Regions from separate parts of the Mus musculus genome. Here region 1 is linked to region 2. The links are chromatin contacts, called in public Hi-C maps. All regions are on one chromosome and are shown on one strand. The core of a region is the stretch at or near the end of the contact, and the rest is flanking DNA. Distances in the headings are between cores, read along the strand shown.

Region 1 (3,866 bases), core at 614-3,113, 210 kb after region 2:
CATAACGTGGCTCCGTTGGTCTGCTCCTGGTCCATAGTCCTGGTCCATACTAAAGAATACCGTATCTACCATGGAAGGAAGTAAAAAGAAACTGTATGCTCTCAAACTCAGCCCCTTACTGAGTTCCTGGGGTGACGTTAACTTGATCACATGGTAAAGAATTCATAGGTTAATCGGGTCTGATCTCCAGTTCCTTGATGTTTGACTCCGGTCATGCCATTTACCCTACCTCAAAAGTGACTTGGTGTTCCCAGGGAAAATAACCTAGCCAAGGGTATTTCAGCTTTGCCATCAGCACAGAGCCGGCCTTGGAACCCTCCCCTTATGACTGAAGAAGCAGGGGAGGATGTCTCCCTTGCACTCCAGGTTCTTGGTTTGTCTTGAGGGTGAACGTGTGAGGCCCAGCTGAGCTGTAGAAGGCAAGATCTGTGGACCGCCTACATTAAATCTTACGACGTCACTCATTCCTTTATTGATTTACATCCCAAACGCTGCCCCTTAACCACATCTTTTTATTTTATTTTATTTTTCTCTCTTCTCTTTTAGAGGGACGCATGGTCATCCAGGATATTCCTGCTGTCACCAGCAGAGGGCATATGGAGAACACATCTGACCTGGTATCAGACCCCGCCTACTACAGCAGCTTTTACCAGCCTTCTCTGTTTCCTTACTACAACAATCTGTACAACTACCCCCAGTATTCCATGGCCTTGTCTGCTGAGTCCTCCTCAGGGGAGGTGGGGAATTCCCTCGGGGGATCCCCCGTGAAGAACAGCCTGCGGAGTCTCCCAGCACCTTACGTGCCTGCTCAGACTGGAAACCAGTGGCAGGTATGACCCAGAGTTAATGGAATATGTGAAACACGCATGCATGGAAGTGCACACACGTGCACACCATGTACCACGCACATGTTCTGTTCAGTACACACGTAGTCACAGTATGATGTGATGCACACTGGCCTATCTATCTGTTAATGTCAGCAAAGATGGGCTGCAGGGACTCAGGAAGGAATTGTGTATGGTTTTTAGGGTTCATTTTCAGCTTTGGTTTTTCTCACATTGTCATTTTGCAGAAATACCCAGCTGCCCAGAGTTAGATATATCTGAGGCCCCACCTCCTCCAGCCTGCTCTACCTTGGGGTAGCTTAGAATATGTTAGGTGCAGCTTCCTGGGTGGCAGTCATCTCCCAACAAACCCTGTTCATCAAGGTTCTCCTGTTTTTCTTTTTGAAAATACTAATTCTCAAGTCATCCCAGACTGGCCTCAAACTCACCAAGATCGGCCTGTCTCTGCAGTTGAACCTCGGCTGTGGGGCGGATCCCCTATAAATGCGCAGGCTCTTGGTTGCTTAGGGCTTAGACTCATCGCGTAAGCCCTCCGTTTTCTGTTGAAATCTTCTTGGAACTCTCTTCTGCTTTTCTTCACCTATGCAGGTGAGAAACAAGCACTAGTGTCTTGAAGAGAGCTGTTGTTTTAGGTGGCCAAGGGTAGAGCTTCCGTGTGTTCCTGAAATACTCAGTCCACAGTCACCGTCTAACATAACCTTTATCTCAGAAGTTTGAGGTTACTTTGGGGAATCTGCACAACAATTTTCTGTCAGTGTGATGGCACATAAGGCATAAGGAGGGACATTCTCAATGTATGCATAACAGAGAATGATCCAGGGAGACTGAATAAAGGACTGGGATGCGGCAGGGCTCTCTTAAGCCTCGCATCACCAACTGTGAACACAACTTGACTTTTAAAAATGTTTCAGTCATGCCTGCAAAATTCTTACATCAAAATAAGCCAACATAGCTATAAGCTGCCAACTTGCAAAATAAATACCAAATGCAGATGAGCAAGTGACTAGGACACCTGATAAAGGTCCCCAGGGTTTTCATGCCACCCTGTTCTCCTGCAGAGAGCTGCAGAGATGCTGAGTTGGCCTGCTGAGTGAGGGAAACCGAGCGCGGGTTAAGGAGCAGGAGTTGTAACCCTGGAAGGCCCATCCATCCATACTCAGTTACAACTTTTGATTTAGCCGTGCCACCTTGAGCAGGTACTTTGTCCTCTAAATCTCAGCTTTCTCTGATGGTGCTCCCATTTGTCACATGGACGAGTGACACAGTATGGTTCCAAAGTGACATGGTTGGCTTACTAGAGAGTTTCCATGTAAACAGAAACACTGCAGATCACAGCTGACGACCTAATTTCACTTCCTCTTCCCACTTGCTGTACTGTTTTTAGATCTATTGAATTCTTTGCTAGGCGTCCCTATGTATTGAGCTAGCTCCTTCGGTCATGCCTCCCAATAAAAAGAGTTAATCGTTTAAAAGCAAAATACTGTGATGTTTGGATCAAAGACTGAATGGAATGACTTTTTATAGTTTTGAGGAAGAGTTTGATTCCTTTGGGTAGTGCTGGAGAGATAGATGGTCCAGTGGATAAGGGTACTGACTGCTCTTCCCGAGGACCGGAGGTTCAAATCCTCATGGCAGCTCACAACTATCTGAAACTGTAAGATCTGATACTGTCACATAGACATACATGCAGGCGAAACACCGGTGTTCATAAAAATAAGGTAAATAAGTAAACAAAAAAAGTTAAAATATTGCAAAGCATAGACAAACATAATAATGGCATAAATGTGTTTGTTAAGATATGTCATACGAAAGCATTAAATAGTAAGCACATATATACTAGACATTTGTCTGGTGTTGAAGTGATAGAAATGAGGTGGCTTACACTGTAACCTGAAGGGGTTTTATTGTTTTATTTTTTATTTATTTATTTATTTATTTTTTGAGGCAGGATCTCACTGTGTAGTTCTGGGTAGCTTGGAACTTGCCATGTAGACCAGGCTGGCCTTGAACTCCCAAAGATCCACTTGCTTCTGCCTCAGGAGTGCTAGGGTCAAAGGTGTGCACTACCATGCCTGGCCCCAGAGTTGTCTCCACAGCTAGAGAGGTGGTCCCGTGGGTAAAGTGCCTGATATTCAGGTATAAGGACCTGAGGTTTGGACACCAACATCCTCGTTAAAATCCAGAAACGGTGGAATTCCCTGCTGATCCTGCTGATTGTGGGGTGTGAGCGGGTGGGTGCCTGGGACTTGCTAACCTGGAGTCTAGCCACATTGAGTGGGCTCCAGGTTCAGTGAGAGACCCTGCTTCAAAGTATAAGAGAGAACATGATAGAAGAATACACCCAGTGTTGACATCTGGCCTACATGTGTACATACTCACGTGTATCTACATATACACATGAAAAAAAGGAAGGAAGGAAGGAACACACACACACACACACACATACACACACAGCACTATCAGAGGTGTTAAGACAGAAATCTGGGATAGATGGGAGAGTGGCTATCAACTTGGTTTTGGTTTTTGGTTTTTAAAGACAGGCTTCATTTAGGCAGGACTGGGATGTACTCTGTAAGCCCAGTGGGCCTGAGCTTTGTGATCTGCCTGACTCCGTCTCTCAAGTGCTTGTATCGTGGCTGTGCAGCTCCATGCCCAGCCTCACTGTCTTAGTTTCTGGAAGGTGTGCTGGGCCTGCTCTTGGAGCATTACCTCACTTCTTGTGGGGGGTGGCTTCCCAGCATCCTGTCATGTTTTCTGAGGTGCCTTCAGCTGTGTGGGAAGGCCTGTGCTGCTCTCTGTTGTCTGCTCCTCTTCATGACTCTGTCCAAGAGCTGGTGTGGAGTCCCTGTTCCTCACATTGATCTGGATCCTCTCTCTCTCTCTCTCTCTCTCTCTCTCTCTCTCTCTCTCTCTCTCTCTCTCTCTCGTAGACCAGGCTGTCCTCGAACTCAGAAATCTGCCTGTCTCTGCCTCCTGAGTGCTGGGATTAAAGGCGTGGGCTACCACGCCCGGCGGAGTCTC
Region 2 (3,887 bases), core at 677-3,176:
GCTGTCTTTGAGATTTGTCTTCATGGTCGATTGAGAGCCACAGGTAGAAATCAATTTTCATGGTCTTGCTGTCTATCTGGGGACCGCCACAAGCAAGAGGCTGGTATGTAGCGCTGCTGTTGACAGAGCTGATGTCTGTCTATAGGATCCCGAGGAAGGTAGCGATGGCGATCTCACAATTCATTGTCTTGTTGGATTGTTTCAAACTCTGTCCAGGGCTCACTTCCTCTACTCCTCAGGCCTGACTGACAATAGGTAAAAGTCACTCTGAGTGTCAGCTTGTCCTTGTCTCCATGTTCCAAGAGAAGGTGGCCAGACCTGGACATTGGGGTTTGGGTCTTCATTAAAGAGGTCATGCTATTAACCCCCAAAGTTCTGTTGGCTAGCACTGGCCTAGACCATAGCTTTCTACTAAGAACAGCAGACCAAGGAATTTCACTAAGTTGCAGACACCAACACCGTACCAAGCCCAGCTCTCTGGGCCAAGTTCTTCACTCACTCTGAGCCTTAGTTCCCAATTTCTAAAATTGCATGTCTGTCTGGACTCTGTTTCCCTCTAGACTCTGGATTCCATCCAGAGCATAGGTGGGAAGAGGCAGAGGCCTCAACTGCTAGTTACATTGGAATAAAAATCACAAGACCCTCTGTCAATCACACTTTCTGATGTGTCCTCACCAAACACTTGAATATCTAGATTTGGGTTCCCTGCATGGAAGCCAATTCCAGACAAGGTAGGTTTTCTGTCCCTTTTGGATACAGCATCCTCTCTTGTATAGGACGACATCAGAAGCTTGGAGGCTGATGCCCTGGCCTTCGAATGGCACTGTTCCCATTTTCCCAGGGTTTTTGATCATTCATCTTCCTAGGAATGTTTCCGTTCTAGTCAGCTCCAGGATCATGTGACCCTTCAGTGCTTGTATGCCTAAGCCTATAAAACACAATGTTCTGAAATAAAAAGCAGCTTCCATTGCGTAAGGAACACACCTGCTACCCTGAATACCTGCCTTCTCGACCCACCCACATCTCCCATCCCATCCTTTGCTGACAGGAACCCTTCAGCTATTTTATACTTCAGATGGTTCTGAAGAAAACAAACAGAACCAAGTGTAGGACTAAGAAGGTCATTTTTGAGACCTCTATAGTTTCTAATATCTCATTACTAGTGCTAAGGACTTAGGTGGTGGACCCCTCTCAGGTGTCAGTCATTACCTAAACACAGATTGTAGGCAGCTCAGTGGGTGTACACAAAGATATGGTGAAAAGCCAGCCTATGCCAGCCTGTGTGTTTTGAATCAGGGGTTTCAATGTTGTCGTCTTCTTCATGCCTGCTTCTGTAATCTTTTACTCTGTGCCTTTAGATAAGGCTTTATAGTAAAACAGAAACCTTTTCTATCAGCACTTGGTACTTGGGAACATGTGGGTACCTGTCGAGGAATGGACAAGTGTTGATTAAGACTGCATCTGTAGAGTGATAAGTGAAGACGGCCCTGGCCACTGAACAGGCTGCAGGAATTGAAGGCAGACATGCTAGGAAGCCATTCTGGAGTGAGTAGAAGCTAGGTCATTGCTTTGATGAGGACACTGGTCACAGGTCTGGCTTGTATGTCAGCAGACCTCCAATGGAGAGTGTATGAGTTGGAAGAGACGCCAGAGGTCAGGATTCCCATTGTCCGATGTGTGTGTTTGTACCATCAGGACCCCATTGGGAACACAGTATACACACAAGCATTTCCTGATGGCTTTCACTTGTACACATCAATTTTGATTAGGGAAAATTTCATGGTAGCTTAGAAGAACATATAAAATAAACCATGGAATCAGTGGAGGAAGATGCTGGGACCACAGGAAGAGGAAGTGAGAAGGCAGGACAGTGTGCATCGTGTGAGGAGTTGGGGGCATGCTGAAATGGACATCTGCTCTGCTTGCTGTTCAAGGGAAAGGAGGAAGTGGGACCTGATACTCAGTTAACAGGGCCCTTGAGGTTCAATGGGCACCAACTCAAGAAAACCACAGAAAGTTACCACACGAGAGGGCCATGCTACAGCAGGACACTCTGAGGACAGCTGGTGGCAGTCCCTGCTGGAGATGGACAGAGATGTCCAGTGCTTTATGGGAAAATGGAATTTGTGCACCCCACTGTGCTCATGTCTGAAGTTTGGCTAATTCTTGCACGGAGCAATCCACATTTCGACGGCTTTCTACTGTTCCCTCTCCTCAGTGTTCTGCATGTAATGCCTCAAAGGAGATTGAGATGGGGGAGGGGGGCTTAGCCTCTGGGAGTTGCTTTAGAGATATTCTTTGGGTCCTGGGTCTGTCTATTGCCTCTCCCACTGTTCACTAGGTGGCAGTATTAGCAGCCTTTTGAGGAATTCGATTGCATTGTGACTGATTTTTTTTTTTTTTTAAAGGCAGGAAAGCCACTTAAAACCTCATGCTTGAAAGAGTCCTCTTGCGCTTCCTCCTTCCTCCTTTGTTTCCTCCTGGGTGGGAAGAGTTGCTGCTGGGGCAGCTGCGGGCACCTCTGGATGGCACGGAGGTTTAGACATGGCTTTACAAGAAGCTACTCACTGTAGTGTGTTCCACCAGCTCAGGGCGAAGGCTACCATGTTCCCAGCCATGTCCCTTGCTGCTTTCTCTTTGAACTTTTAGACCAGGGCAGGAGTGATTGACAGTCAATTAGAATAATGCCAATGTTATTATAGTTAATCAATAAGATGTGAAAATTGCTTTATAGAAACGGATATTCAGGGCTGGAGAGATGGCTCCGTAGGTTTGATCGTTTTCTATCCTTGGGCTTGTGTGACTATTTCTCAGGCAGAAGTTGTTGCTAGAGGAAGAATATTTAAGAGGCTCTCAGTAAGCAGTTGGTTGATTTGGCTGTTAGTCTCTTTACTTCTCTGGCTGATCTGCATTGGGGCAGTTTTAATGCAAGCCTCTGAATACAGGTTAGGTCAGCACACTACATTAGGCCTATGACACCGGGAACATATTTTACCTACTCCCTTTGATGTCTAAAGACAGAAAACAGTGGCAGAGAAGACACCATCTGGCGCGTGACTGACTAAACACACACAAGGAAGGGAAGAGAAAATAGGGAACTCTGCCTCCGGGTCTAGGAAAAATTGGCCCACTGCTCTTCTTTGGATAGCAGTATGTAGCCAAGGCTAGACTTGAACCCCTAAGCTTCTGGCATCCACCTCCCAAGAGTTGGGATTATAGACAGGAGCCAATATGCCCAAGATTGGAAGGGGAGCCAGACTGCCGTGTGAGTGGATGCCTCAGACAAGCCTGGTCAGGCCGAACAGCCCACAGAGAGGCTCACATTGGAGGCCAGCAGGAGCTCCTTTGTAAGCCTGATTCCAGAGTTGCCTCCTCACCCAGCAACAGCACAGCACCACACCCTGACTGACGCTGAAAGAAATGTTGTTTAACGCAACCATATATTGGGCAATAAGGAGGACCTTCTCAGGTCTAAGTAAATTTAGAACTTGTTCGGATTAACAATACCTTTTCTCCCCTGCTTTGAGCCAGGGTCTCTCTCCTGCAGCTCAGATTGGCTCAGTCTCAGTATGTAGCCAAGGCTGGACCCCTCAAGGTCTCTTGCATCCACCTCCTGAGTGTTGGGATTATGGGCAGGAGCCAACATGACCGGCTGTGGGTTTTCACTCCTAGACTTTTCATTTTCATCTAATCCCCAGAGTGCTCTCATTGTCAGGTAACCCACAGGGACTCAGGGAAGCCTTTGGTAACGAGCCAGTGGTTTCTTTGGATGTAGTTAATGTTAAGTCATTTCTGGAGCAACTTGAATTAACCTTGGTGGATCCTGTGCTGGTTGTTAAAGTAGGCATTTAACTGTTAAGTTACTATCAGGCTGTGTAACTCAGATC

The links. A called contact is a pair of places that touch in the nucleus more often than the background predicts.
Region 1: a contact with region 2 is called in a Hi-C map of extraembryonic endoderm stem cells, with 2.1 times the contacts expected there. A contact is called at or near these places in 12 of 484 Hi-C or Micro-C datasets (cerebral cortex, cumulus cells, embryonic fibroblasts and 8 more) and 2 of 130 datasets of targeted methods (large pre-B cells and pancreatic cancer cells).

What each region holds. Positions count from the first base shown.
Region 1 is chr19:25,545,273-25,549,138 of GRCm38.p6, forward strand. It overlaps Dmrt1 (doublesex and mab-3 related transcription factor 1), which reads left to right. Exons shown (of 5, transcript NM_015826.5): 3 at 547-830. Among named protein-coding and RNA genes, the nearest start is that of Dmrt1, 42 kb to the left of the region's middle.
Region 2 is chr19:25,338,880-25,342,766 of GRCm38.p6, forward strand. The region is part of intron 3 of Kank1 (KN motif and ankyrin repeat domains 1); the gene reads left to right. Among named protein-coding and RNA genes, the nearest start is that of Gm52392, 60 kb to the right of the region's middle.